2 separate regions of the Pan troglodytes genome follow, and region 2 is linked to region 1. A link is a contact called in public HiChIP or PLAC-seq data. All regions are on one chromosome and are shown on one strand. Each heading gives the region's core, a stretch centred on a gene start, on an enhancer-like site or on the middle of the called end of the contact. The rest is flanking DNA. Distances are from core to core; before and after follow the strand shown. Region 1 holds the start of PPP3CC (protein phosphatase 3 catalytic subunit gamma). Region 2 holds the start of PDLIM2 (PDZ and LIM domain 2).

Evidence for each region. HiChIP or PLAC-seq counts read pairs in DNA pulled down with a chosen protein or histone mark.
Region 2: an H3K4me3 HiChIP or PLAC-seq map of stem cell-derived excitatory neurons shows a contact between it and region 1, with 2.4 times the contacts expected there. The contact joins the promoter of PDLIM2 here to the promoter of PPP3CC in region 1. A contact is called at or near these places in 4 of 7 Hi-C or Micro-C datasets (induced pluripotent stem cells, a lymphoblastoid cell line and stem cell-derived neural progenitor cells), 1 of 1 datasets of contacts at active chromatin or transcription factors (stem cell-derived excitatory neurons) and 1 of 1 other capture datasets (stem cell-derived neural stem cells).

Annotation. Positions count from the first base shown.
Region 1 is chr7:30,766,364-30,773,265 of NHGRI_mPanTro3-v2.0_pri, forward strand. It overlaps PPP3CC (protein phosphatase 3 catalytic subunit gamma), which reads left to right and starts at 2,719. Exons shown (of 14, transcript XM_063816938.1): 1 at 2,719-3,271.
Region 2 is chr7:30,903,673-30,910,134 of NHGRI_mPanTro3-v2.0_pri, forward strand. It overlaps PDLIM2 (PDZ and LIM domain 2), which reads left to right and starts at 4,143. Exons shown (of 9, transcript XM_016959209.3): 1 at 4,143-4,947; 2 at 6,023-6,117. The coding sequence starts at 4,200. SORBS3 (sorbin and SH3 domain containing 3) reads left to right here. Exons shown (of 23, transcript XM_063816929.1): 23 at 75-903. The coding sequence ends at 136.

The DNA of each region.
Region 1 (6,902 bases), core at 1,469-3,968:
CCTAAGGCAATTCTCTGGAGAAGGGGCAGCAATGAACTGTCAGCCACCAGCCCTCAAGAAACAGGCAGAGTACGGTAGCTCATGCCTATAATCCCAGTACTTTGAGAGGCCGACGCAGGAGGATCACTTGAGCCCAGCAGTTCAAGGCTTCAGTGAGCTATGATGGCACCACTTCACTCCAGCCTGGGCAACAGAGCAAGACCTCATCTCTCTCTTAAAACAAAAACAAAAACAAAAACAGCAGCAACCAGAAGATGGTTATCCCTCATGGTGAAGGGGATCTGGGCAGGGCATCCCCGCCTCTGCTACAGGGAGGGCCTATTAATATTATCATCCCCACATTACAAAAGAGGAAAGCAAGGCCTGAGAAGTGAAGGAACTTACCCATGCCCACAGCTGGAAGTGATGGTATCAAGGTCTGTTGGGTGTCACTGGCTGTTGCTGGAAGACTAAGCAGCTATTGAAACAGAGGACCAGCAAGGAACTTGGAGAAAGGCAGAGCTACTGAGTGAATCTCCTTAGAAAGGGGTGGGGAAGGCCGAGGCGGGCAGATCACGAGGTCAGGAAATCGAGACCACCCTGGCCAATATGGTGAAACCCCATCTCTACTAAAAATACAAAAAAATTAGCTGGGTGTGGTGGCATGCGACTGTAGTCCCAGCTACTCGGGAGGCTGAGGAAGAAGAATCACTTGAACCCAGGAGGTGGAGTTTGCAGTGAGCTGAGATCACGCCACTGCTCTCCAGCCTGGTGACAGAGCGAGACTCCGTCTCAAAAAAAAAAAAAAAAAAAAAAAAGTGGGGGTGGGGACACGAAGGGACAGGGCTGCAAGTTGTTCACAATTACTTTGCTAAAGCCAAGCTACAGAATGACATCTGGATTCTGTAAATTCATGTATACCATGCTTGAGGACTCATGCCGCATATTCCACGTGGTGCTATAGAAAAAGTTCGTGGTGCTATAGAAAAAGTTCAGGTACTGCACGTCTCTTGACGATGATGGTGTTCACTAAGCCTCCTACCAGCTGTGTGACTTTGGGCAAGTTTCTTCACATCTCTGTGCCTCAGTTTCCTTATCTGTAAAATGGGGATAATCATATAAATGGGGTTGGTGTGAGGATTGAACGAGTTAGTATTTGTGGGGTTTTTTGGTTTTGTGTTTGAGATAGATGGAGTCTGTCTCTGTGCCCAGGCTGGAATGCGGTGGCACCATCTTGGCTCTCTGCAACCTCCGCCTCCCGGGTTCGAGCGATTCTCCTGCCTCAGCGTCCCGAGTAGCTGGGACTACAGGCGCCCACCACCACGCCCAGCTAATTTTTGTATTTTTAGCAGAGATGAGTTTTTGCCACGTTGGCCAGGCTGGTCTCAAACTCGTGACCTCAGGTGATTCGCCCACCTCAGCCTTCCAAAGTGCTGGGATTACAGGCATCAGCCACTGTGCCCGGCCTGCAACGTTTTCTTTTTCTTTTTCTTTTTGGAGACAGTCTCGCTCTGTCACCCAGGCTGGAGTGCCGGGGCGTAATCTTGGCTCACTGGAACCTCCGCCTCCCGGATTCAAGCGATTCTCCTCCCTCAGCCTCTCGAGTAGCTGGGATTACAGGCATGTGCCACCACGCTAGGCTAATTTTTGTATTTTTAGTAGAGACGGGGTTTCACCACGTTGGCCAGGCTGTTTTCAAACCCCTGACTTCAGGTGATCCGCCTGCCTTGGCCTCCCAAAGTGCTGGGATTACAGGCGTGAGCCACCTTGCCCGGCCCGCAATGTTTTTTCTTTCTTTCCTTCTTTCTTTCTTTATTTTATTTTTTTTTTGAGACGGAGTCTCGCTCTATCGACCAGGCTGGAGTGGTGCAGTGGCGCGATCTCGGCTCACTGCAAGCTCCGCCTCCCGGGTTCACGCCATTCTCCTGCCTTAGTCTTCCAAGTAGCTAGGACTACAGGCACCTGCCACCACGCCCGGCTAATTTTTTGTATTTTTAGTAGAGACGGGGTTGCACCGTGTTAGCCAGGATGGCCTCGATCTCCTGACCTCGTGATCCACCCACCTCGGCCTCCCAAAGTGCTGGGATTACAGGCGTGAGCCACCCCACCCGGTCTTTTTTTTTCTTTTTTGCCGGCCCGCAATGTTTTCTTAAACTTTTTATTTTTAGCTATCCTGTTGAGGTTCTTCCAGATGAATTTTAGCCTCTGACCCAGGGGTATGATTTGATAGGCGTGGAGTTCTGGTTACTTCTTAAATGAAGAGTTTCCCCAGGATATCTGAACAATTCTCTTGGGTGGAAGACTCAAGGATCATGAAAACGAAAACCAAATTCTAGTCGGCTCCTAAAGTCCTTTTGCCTCCTGCGGTTACCATCAAAGAGCTATGGTCAAAATTCCAAGGGATAATTCAGGGTCTGATTCCACTATATATCCCCAGACCGCCTATACATAAATCCATATTATTGGAGATTTACGCTTAATCCTATAATCTTTTACCTAGCAGCTGTCCAGTAGAATTTTCTGGATGTCCAATAAGGTAGCCGCATGTAGCTCTTGAACACTTGAAATGTGGCTAGTCCCCTAGAGGAACGGGATTAATTTAAATTTACATAGCTACATGTAACTACTTATTGGTCACTGCGGTAATTGTTAAGACTGGTTTTGCCTGTAACTTGCATATGTTTTATTGGACATCAGTTTCAATATTTCATTTGCATTGCTAAAAGTCAAAATCCTTTTGACTTTGCCAGTTACTCAGTGAGAGGACAGTTGGAGCCTGTTTCTGTTCTAGGCTTACAGTTTTAAGGACAGATAAAGGTTAGTTTTCAACCTCGAGATGAACAGACTGTTAAGTTTCTACGGACTTGCCCATGGGGTTCCACAGTGAGCCTGGGCCGGGGAGGCAGGTACTGTGTCAGGGGGAAGAAAAAGGGGGCTTCTAGCTGGGCAGGTGACACACAGGGCATAGGAAGAGGTCAGTTCTTGTGGCCGAGGAGGTCCGGCCCGGGGGTCCCAGGAGCAGAGATCTCCCTTCTCTTCGATGTGGAAAGTGAGGAGGGAGCAGAGCCTTGCTCAGAAACGGAGCTCCCCCAATCCTCCACCGCCCTAGCTACTGGACTGGAACTAGGATGGACACGAATGTCCTTCTCACTGTACTAACTGCACTCAACAAGCGGGAAAGATGAAGCGAGGGGGTTTAAATGTGTGCGTTTGCTGAATGATCCACAAAAACTGAAGGAGCGCGGCCGGACTGATCACACTCCTTGAGACAAAGCGGGTGGGAGACCCAGAGGTGAGGAGGGTGGTCGCCTGTGGGCGAGGACTGGGAGGTCAGGGGTTCTCGGCGAGGCGGTCCCAGGAGGCGGCGCGGAGCGGCTGCGAGGCCGCAGGGCCGGGTCGCAAGATGGCCGGGCCGGCCTCCCGCGCGGGTCGCGCGGGCCACGCGGGCGGGTTTCAGATGTTCCGGGCCCGGGTAGGGGCTGGCAGGAGAGAAGGGGCCGGCTGCGGGGAGGGCTGGCTGAGAAGAAGCGAAAATGGGCGGTTAGCAGCAGGGACCCGGAGCCGGAGGAGCCGAGAGCAGCGCGTGCGCCGAGCTCTACGGCCTCCCGGGAAGGCGGAAGGGTGGGGAGGGCGGCGCTCGGGGCGGGAGGCCCGGCCGGGTCCGCTAGGACAGCGGGGCCGCTGGGAAGTTGTGAGAGCGGCGCTCGGGGGCGCGCTTGCGCGCACGAGGGCCCGGGCCGCGAGCAGCCGCTGCCGCCCCGGTCGCCACCCTTAGCAGCGGTCGCGGTCGCTGCCGAAGCGGTGTTCCCCGCCTTAGCCGCTGGCGCCTCCCAAGAGAGCGGCCGGTGGGCCCGCGTCCTGTCAGTGGCGTCGGAGGCCCGCGCTGCGGCGGCCGCGCCCTTCTGGTGCTCGGACACCGCTGAGGAGCCGGGGCCGGGCACGGCTGGCTGACGGCTTCGGGCAGCTGAGGCTGCCCGAGGAGAAGGCGGCGGCCGCGGCGTAGGCGCACGTCCGGCGGGCTCCTGGAGCCTGGAGGAGGCCGAGGGGACCATGTCCGGGAGGCGCTTCCACCTCTCCACCACCGACCGCGTCATCAAAGGTGCCTGGCGGGCCGGGCCTTCCTCTGGGACCCGCGGGAAACGGCCTTCGGCTGGGCGGCGGCTCGGGGCGGAGGGAGGCTGGGGCCGGGCTGCGCCCACCCTAGGAGGGCTCGGAGGGGTGTAGACAGGGCCGGGCGGCAGCCTCCGAGAGCAGCCCCCCGGACCCGGCGTTTTCTGCTGCACCTGGTCAGGTGCCTGGCCGTCAGTGCCAAGTTCCCTCCCGAAGGGTTCAGGGTGCAGTGGGGACTTCTCCCACCGCCCCGAAGGGCCCGGATCCCTGTCTTTTTTTCTCTTTAAGAAACGACTCGGGGGAAGCCATCAGGGGTGGTGTGAGCAGGGAGTCGACTCTTCCAAGTAAGATATTTAAGATTAGATCTTTCTTGACATCCGCCCCCCACCCTTTTTTAGGACGTATACCATGTGCCTTTTGACCCGCTTTCTCTAGATCATTGCAAGTCACTGCTATTACTGGAATAAACTTAGTATGAGCAAGTCAGATAAATCCATTATATGATGTTTAAAATAAGTTTACGGAGCTCTTGACAGGGTAATGGTATTTTATTTTCCCTTTGGTTATAAAGACTTGGAGAATGACGTTTTCTGATTCATATGTGTACCTGCGTTAGATTTCTGTTGTTGTTATAAGAACAAAATGTAAAGGGCTCTTTGCTTTCTAAATCTTGTAGAGTTTTAGGTTATAGTTGTTTCTGCCTTTAAACTAAGAAGATGGATTACACATAACCACTAATTTATGTGCTGCTTTTATTCAGCCGTAAGTCTTAGGCACAACCCTTCTCTCTGAGATTAACAATCGGTTTGAAAGCGCTATTTTGTAAGAAGGGAATAGACTTAGACCAGCTGTGTTAGTGGCCTCTGGATGCAGGGGTTAGCGTGACAGTGGGGAAAATTATTAAGATACTTTTCTTCTTTTTCATTTTGGTATTAGAAGGAGAAAGGCAACTAATACTAGTGACGGGAATACATTTTTAAAGGGTGAAACGCCTTATGGCGTGTTCAGGGAGGGGGAAGAATTTTAGTGTATAACTTAGGTTTCCCCCCTCTCTCCCCAAATCAGCCTCATAAATGTTAATTATCTGTACTACATAATTATAATGGGATTTTTGAGATTTATCTGCTTAGCATTTGTATGCTATCGTTAGAGGTTTAACTGAATTGTTCATCTAACTGACATTATCCCCTGAACAGCTAAATTATTGTGACCATTTAAATGTGTCTTCATATTATTAGTGTATAGCCTATAAGAAGTATATAGCCCTCTCTTAAGATTCGGAGTGTACTTAACATAACCTTTTTTGAGGAATCAAGGTCATTATGTACATTAATTTCTGTACTGTGCTGTTAATATGGCCGGTGCGTTCTGCTGTATAAAGTTGTTAGCAGTTTCGTCCTGTACTGAAATGACTTCGCAATGCTATACCAGTTCAGTGTTTTGTTTGCTTTTAGTTTCTCTCTCCAGTATTGTTTTTTGTCAAAATATGCCCTTAACTGCTTTCTAATCTGCTACGTCTTAGCTGAAGTAGGCAGGGAAACCAGATAAGCCAGAACTGTGGGTCAAGTCAGAATAAATAGGATCTTAGTGAAGCTTAGTGCAGCCCTCAGGAATCTCACAATCAAATCACCATTGTGCCATGTAATTTCCACCATAACATGCCATAAGATCAAAAGAAGATTAAAAATCTTAAATGACCCTTAAATATAGTAATAAATATTGTAAAATAAAATGGAATAAAATAAAAAAGTTAAAATGCAGGGGCTAGGGGCAGGCATGGTGGCTCACACCTGTAACCCCAGCACTTTGGGAGGCCCATATAGGCAGATCACTGAGGTCAGGAGTTCGAAACCAGCCTGGCCAACATGGCGAAACTCCATCTCTACTAAACATACAAAAATTAGCTGGGCATGGTGGCGGGCACTGTAATCCCAGCTACTTGGGAGTCTGAGGCAGGAGAATTGCTTGAACCCGGGAGGCGGAGGTTGCAGTGAGCCAAAATGGTGCCACTGCATTCCAGTCTGGGCAACAGAGTGAAACTCTCTCTAAAAAAAAAAAAAAAAAAAAATGCAGGGGCTGGTTTATTGCTACGCATGCTTATTATTAAATAAACACTGTCATCATATCCTGCAGGATGCAAATTTGTTCTTTACCAAAATTAATTACCGAATATTGTGTACTTTTAAGACTGCTCTTAAATAAATGAAATAGAAATAATTTCAGGTCCTTAGAATGTATGGATTTCTCTCCTATATAAAAACTTCGGCATAAGAGCTTGACCACAGCATTTGTGGCTTCATGATGACTTATGGTGCTTTTTTCAGGGTTTTCCAGAGTTTGAAATAGTTGAAGAAAATGAGGTGTCACATGTGCATAGCTAAGGTCCATTGTAACGGGTACTAAACCCTGGTCTGATGCTATCTTGTTTAGTCACAGCTGTCTGCATTTATTCACAGCTTGAAAGCTTTTTCAGAGGTGATACCACACCCCAGCTATTTTTGTTTCTGTCATTTCCTGTTAACTTTAAAGTGTACCTAATTGTTCTGTTTGAGCAAATTTTGGAGAAGAGTGGGTATGTGGGAGAGGTTTGTATTTTAGGTGTCCTTTAAATAGCAGCTTTCTTAAATTGAAGGATGTGGCTGGGTGTGGTGGCTCACACCTGTAATGCCAGCTACTTGGGAGGCTGAGGCAGGGGAATCACTTGAACCCAGGAGGCAGAGGCTATAGTGAGCCAAGATTGTGCCACTGTACTGTAGCCTGGGCGACAAGAGTGAAACTCAGTCTCAAGCCAAAAAAAAAAAAAAAAAAAAAAA
Region 2 (6,462 bases), core at 2,893-5,392, 140 kb after region 1:
GGGGCAGGCCCTCACCCCTGCATCCCTGTTAAAGAAGGGAGTGGGGAAAGCTCTTCCTGCCTTTCCTCTTTCAGGTGTCTCCCGGAGGACCCGGAAATTCGGAACGTTCCCTGGAAATTACGTTGCCCCGGTGTGAGTGGTCTCCATGGCAACTTGGAGCCAGCCAGGATGGGGTGGGGAGCGGTGGCACTCGTGGGAGGGAGAGGACCCCCGCCCACCTCCTCCTTCCCCAGGACCTGAGCTCCCAGCATCTGCAGACGACCCCCGCAGCCTTTCCCTCGGACCCCCCTCGAAGCCCCCTGGACTGATTCCCACCCACGACTCACAGGCATTCCTCCCACAGCCCTTTCATTTCCTCCCCACCCCACTCCCCAAATACAGAGGTCTGCTTTGAAGCGGAGACCATTTCCAGGCCTTATTGAGACCAGACCCCAAGTCCCCCACCCCCATCCTGCTCCAGCGTTTCCTCTAACAGGGACCAGCTCTCCGCTTTGCCCCCACGGGGTTCCTCTAAACAGAACCAGCTTCCTAGCCTCGTAGAGACCAAAGGCCGCCCCTGCCTGCTGGGGTTCCTCCCACCACCCCAGCTTGCTGGCTGCCCTCTTTGCCTTCTGGCCTCCAGCTGGGTGTGGGGGGGCAGAGCAAGGCGGGGGACAGACGCAGCACCTTCTTAGCGATCTAGGCCTGGCAAGAGCTCTGGCCCCAAGGCCTCCTCTTCCCAGGGGCTGCCAAGTCCTGGCCCTGGCCCTGGCATATCACCCCGCACTGTGGGGCCAGGCACCACTAGCCTGGCTCAAATATTCCCCAGGGAGACTGCTGTGTGCTGCCCGCCTGCCTGCTGGCTCTCCCCCAGCCCCACATCCCCTCTGGAAGAGAATGTAAAATAAACCTGGACACAAGGGACCTTGTCTCTGCGGCCTTTTCCTTGGGGTAGGGGATGCCTCCTCCTGTCTAGGAGATGGGAATTCCTTCTGTGGAGGGCTGTGCTGGGAGACAGGTGGGACAGGTGTGTGTGTAAGAGGAGGAGGATGGAAAAACACCATTATTACCTCCAAAGATCTCTGCCCTTGGGTGTCAGGCAGGTTGCGGCAGCCCCCACAATTGGGCAGCTGTGTGGCAAGAAGTGCTGGGAGAATGAACAGTGCCAGGCCCTGGTAGCAGGGAGACACCAGAGATGGGGGACTGAATGTGGCCTTGTTTGCAGACTGTTTTGATTCTGGAGCTGCCACCGTGGGGTTGCTGGGCTAGATGACATTTCTAACTATTCTGCTGTTTTCCTTCTGTGTGCTCTGTTTCCACACCGAAGCCCTTGTGTGTGTGTGTGTGTGTGTGTGTGTGTGTGTGTGTGTGTGTGTTTATTCTCCTCTTTGGGCTCAGGCTTTTGAGCAATCCTTTGCGGGAAGCTGGGAGTGGTCAGGCACAGCCAGCCAAAACTCCTCTTGAACAAGGGTGTTTTGTTTGTTTGTTTGTTTTTTGTTGTTTTTTTTCTGTGTGAGATGGGGTCTCATTCTTTCGCCCAGGCTGGAGCTCAGTGGCCCGATCTCGGCTCACTGCAGTCTCTGCCTCCCGGCTTCAAGCAATTTTCCCACCTCAGCCTCCTGAGTAGCTGGGATTACAGGGTTGCGGCACCATGCCCAGCTAATTTTTGTATTTTTAGTAGAGATGGGGTTTCACATGTTGGCCAGGCTGGTCTCGAACTCCTGACCTCAGGTGATCCACCCACCTCGGCCTCCCAAAGTGCTGGGATAACAAGCGTGAGCCACCGCGCCCAACCTTGAACAAGGTTTTATAGTCCTGGAGCTTGCAGGTCCCTGTGGGGTGGCAGTGGTGGCACAGTCCAGGCATGGCCACTCTGCCAAGAAAGGAAGCTCCGTTTCTCGGCTGCTGCTGAGAGGTGAGCAGGGCACCAGGGCCTCTCCGTGTGTTACCTAACATGAGCCTCACGATGGCAGGTCATGATTCCATTTTACAGGGGGAGAGACCCAGCCTCTGAGAAATAAAGTTGTCTAGCTCACATCATTATTAAATGCTGAAGTCAGGTCCACCTCACTTCCTTAAATCTACCAAATGCCCAGGCAGCCCTCGTCCAGGGCCCTCGTCCAGGCCCTTGGAGAAGGAAGGTCATGTGTGAGGTCAGGGACTTCTCTAGGGCGGCCCAGGTTGGGCCGCTTTTATGTTCTTCCTGGGAATCCTGTCTTCTAGGCCTGTCACCTGAGACAGGTGTGAAGAGGTGGTGGCTGGAGTGAAAGGTGGTGGTGCCCAGTTCTGTCAGGACAGAGGGGAGGGGCTCGTGGTTGACAGGGCAGTGGCCTAGCCCTGGCTGGTTTCTTGAACCTGGGTGCGGCCTGACCCAGCAGGGGTTCAACAGCAGCTGGAAGAACGAGTCCTCCATCCACCTCCATCCTCACCCTGGTTTGGTTCTAAATGGGCAGGTCCAGCCCATCCTGGCCTGGAAACAACCATTCCTCAGAACCCACTGGCCTGGTTGCCATTCCCCCATCCCAGCTCTTTTTTCATGAACTCCCTGATTCCCTCATAAAACATATCAGGGCTGAGGCCTCCTCTCCCTGGGACAGAGATCAACTCCATGCCCTCTCTTTGATGGAGCGCTGGCACTTCCCGCAGCTAACAAACCCTCCGACCCTGGGCTGCCTGCACCACGGTCCTGCCTGAAAGATGCTTCTGTGCCTCGACCTGGCCTGATTGGGGAGGTGAAGGGAGGATCAGAGGCCGCTGGAGATGGCTCACCCATGAGAGAGGGGAGGGCAGTGACGTGGCTTACCTAGGGCCACAGAGAGGCTATGAGCAGGACATGTCCCCTTCTATGCCACAGAGGCGTGCCCTGCCTGGGTTCGCTGACTTGTCTCTGTGGTGGGTTTTGTAAATTCACAACCCACCCATCAGAAAGCCCTGCCAGATGAACCTGGGGCTATTTGTAGAGTCTGTCCAAGGCATGCAGGAGGGGCTCTCTGAGGAAATGATGGGCTTGTGTTTGATTCACTCTCCATTCCCAGAGGCAAGCACGGTGCCTGGCACTCAGTATTCACTGAATGAATGTTATTGGAATGATTGTGTGGAAGAATTGAATGGATGAACTTCCCTTCCTTTGGGTCCCTTCCCAGAAGTCCCCACCCCATTTGAGGCAGGGACTCTGTTTGACACCTCTGTGCCATCCTTGGCTTTTGCCTGTGGCCAAGCAATTTTTACAACAAGACGGTAAGCAGCACATTATCCCCATTTTCCACATGGGGAAACTGAGGCCCGGAGGAGCCGAGGAGGTTGCTGAAGGTCACACAGCCGGTGAGACGCAGCTGTGCACTTGGGGCTAGGTCTGTGTGCCCCCGGGGCTGTGCTCACCCTGCCTGTAGTTGCCTCTCCCCTCAAGGGGCTTCCAGTCTAGTCAGGGAGGCAGAGCAAGTGCATCAGGCCAGGTGGTCATGCCGGGAGGCCGGAGACCAGCCAGTGGGAGAGGAGTTTACACACACCCAGGACAGTCTGTGGGAGGAGGGGGGCCAGAGTGAACGCAAGGAGGCTGAGACACGGGCACAGACAGGTGAGGGGCGTGGGGAGGGCACTCTTCACAGAGTGAGCGTGGAGGGAATGAGTCACACCTGAGGCAGGCGAAGCACAGCTGCGCCCACAGGTGTGATCCCCTGAAAACACAGCAGCCTGGCAGCCAGAGGCCAAGTGGAGACCCAATGAGAGGCGGCTCTATGGCCTTGAGGTCCCCGGAGAGAGGGTTGCCAGGTACGGCTTCTCCTCCCTGAGCTGGCACCGGGGTCCCCTCCTTGGCTGCCCTGTCCTCATCCTTATAGCCTGGGCTTCAGGTGCTTGAAAGAGGACAAGGGAGGGGGCAGGAAGGGGGGTGAAGACCTGCAGAGAGGATGAGGTGAGGGCCCACGGGAACGGGAAGGTACCAGCCCAGGGGTGGGGGTGCCCAGTGAACCCCTAGCCAGGAGGCTCTCTGCATCTCCTAGGGCCCCTGCGGGTCCCCCTTTGCGGGCATTCCAGGCAGAGAAGTTCTGCGCTGCCGAGAAGCCAGCGTTCAGGAAGGGAGTTGGCGGGGAGGAGGGTGGCCTTGGTTTGGGATTTGTGGGTGTCAAGGCCGCATCTGCGCCAGCCTCCCAGCCTGGAGTGGGTGGAGGAGCCAGGCGGACCGCAGACACACCCAGGCAGCCCACCCTGCCCAGGACCTGGGGATGCGGGGCGGGAGAGCGCGGCCGGCGTGGGAGAGCTTTATGGGGCTGCCCCCTCGATCGTCTGCGAAGTGGGGCGCGGGGCAGTCCCTGGACCGGCTCTGCTGTGCTCCGGGCAGTCGGGGGCTTGCGGGCGCTCCGGGGAGGATGCGGGCACCACTGGCTGGACGGTCGCAGCCTGCAGGGGGCCCTGGGGACAGCCTGCCTCATCCCCCCGGCGGGCTCGGGCCAGGTGGCAGCGCCTGGGCTCGCCGCGCGGAGGCGGCGGCTTCTCGGGCTAGGGGCGGCGGCAGGGGCGGCCCCGGGATCACATGGGCGGAGGCAGGTCCAGGAGCCCCGGGCGGGCTCTCCCCAGAGTCGGGTAGACGGCAGCGGGAGCGGTGGCGTCTCCTCGCCTTCCCTCCCTCCCGGGCCTGGGCGCCCAGCCGGACAGGTGAGCGGCAGCCAGGTGAGCGCGCCCACCTGCGCCTCTCCGCGCGGCCCGCCCTCCCCGGCGCCGGGCTCCTCTCCGCGCCCCTGTCGGCGCGGAACCCTGGCCTCGTCCGCGGCCCAGCTCCCTGGAGCCTCGCATCAGCGGGGGCGCCCCCGCGAGCTGCGCTCTCCCCGGCCGGAGCGCTCCTCCTCCAGCCCCCAGCCCGCAGGGTACTTTGCCCTCGGAGCGAAGGAGGCTCCAGAACTGGTAGAGCCGGGCCATCGGGCTGGGCACCTCCCCGCGGCGCCCGCAGCGCGGAGTCCACTGACCGGCTCAAAGGTCTGGGAATCTCGGGGCGGCCGCGAGCCGGCCTCGGGGACTGGGGTGGGGGCGGTGCTGGGAACAGAGGCTAGGCCTGGGCCCAAGGGGAAGGCAGCCGGGGATGGAGCGGACAGACCGCTGGTACTCTTGATAGATTCTCGCAGCACTTGCGTCCCCGGGGCAGCCCCAGGATGGGTGCTGGGCAGGGTGGTGCCCAGCCTGGCACCGCGGCTTCCTGCCTGGGTTGGCTCCTGGCTCCAGAGCTAGAGGCTCAGGAAATCCCACAGGGGTCTGTCTGCAAGGGCACTTCCTTGCCCAGCGGAGGGGCTGTGGATGGGAGGCCTGTCACCCCGGCTGTCTGTCGGGCAGCATCAGGAATCTGGGGGTGGGTGTGTCCAGCTTGACAGATGAACCCTGGCCTCCTTGCCCTGGCAGCCGGCCCCTGGGGGAGGTGGGGAGCCCGGTCTTGCCCGTGTGATCCACTTTGCCAAGAACGAGGTGGGCAGCTAGGAGGCCCATGTGAAGACTCGGCCTCACCCCACCAGTCCTTCACCTGGCCAGTGACTTACACAGTCTGTACTGGTGCCAGCCTGTTCCTTGACCCGTCACTCCTGCTTCCTGAGCCCTGCTCTCCCTAGGCCACTCACCAGCCCTCCCCCAGAGTGGAGAGGAAGTACCGTGTGCTGTGGGTTTTGGGGACAGGAAGCAAGCGCTAGTGGGACTGAGCCCTGATGGTGGAGGAGGGGAGACTAAGGAGGTGCTGGCATCCCCTCCACTTGCCAGCCCCTGCCCCCCATGCTCCAGCAAGCCCCCTGCCTGGCAGCCTGGGCAGCCCCCTCCTGGGAGTCGCTCCCTGGGCTGAAGACTAAGGAAGGGAGAACCCAGAAGCATGGCTTCCCAGGGTGGGGGGAAGTGAAACCAGGCTGAGGGAGGGAGTTAGCCACTTCCTCTACCCACCCCAAAGCCCCTGAGTAGCTGCTCCGGGAGCTGTGGTGCCCTCTCCTTCTCCCTTTGGCTCCTCTCCTGCTGCCTTACAGTGCCCCCAGAGCCGGCTAGGGGCATGGACTTCACCTCCTGGTCCTCTCTTCCTCAGGTATGGCGTTGACGGTGGATGTGGCCGGGCCAGCGCCCTGGGGCTTCCGTATCACAGGGGGCAGGGATTTCCACACACCCATCATGGTGACTAAGGTAAGGATGGTGGCTCAAAGAGATGAGAAGGTCCTGCCAGAAGCGAGGTCGGCCCTGTTCACCCCACTCTGCACAGATGGCTTGCTTTTTCTGTTCTGGAGCCAGGGATCTGCTGCTGCCTGGCATGCTGGCTGTAAGGGAGCTGGGGCCCTTTGCCACGGGGATGTGGTGGCCACTTCAGGAACAGACCTTGGGAGTGAAAGGGAGCTGGGACCAGGACAGGGCCGGCTCTTGCCTCCCCAGTTGCTATCCCCACACTTGCAGGCAGCCATTTTGGGTGATTACTAGAACAAGAGCCCCGGAGTTCTTGGCAGTCTCCTCTTGACCTGGGCCCAGGCTGGGATC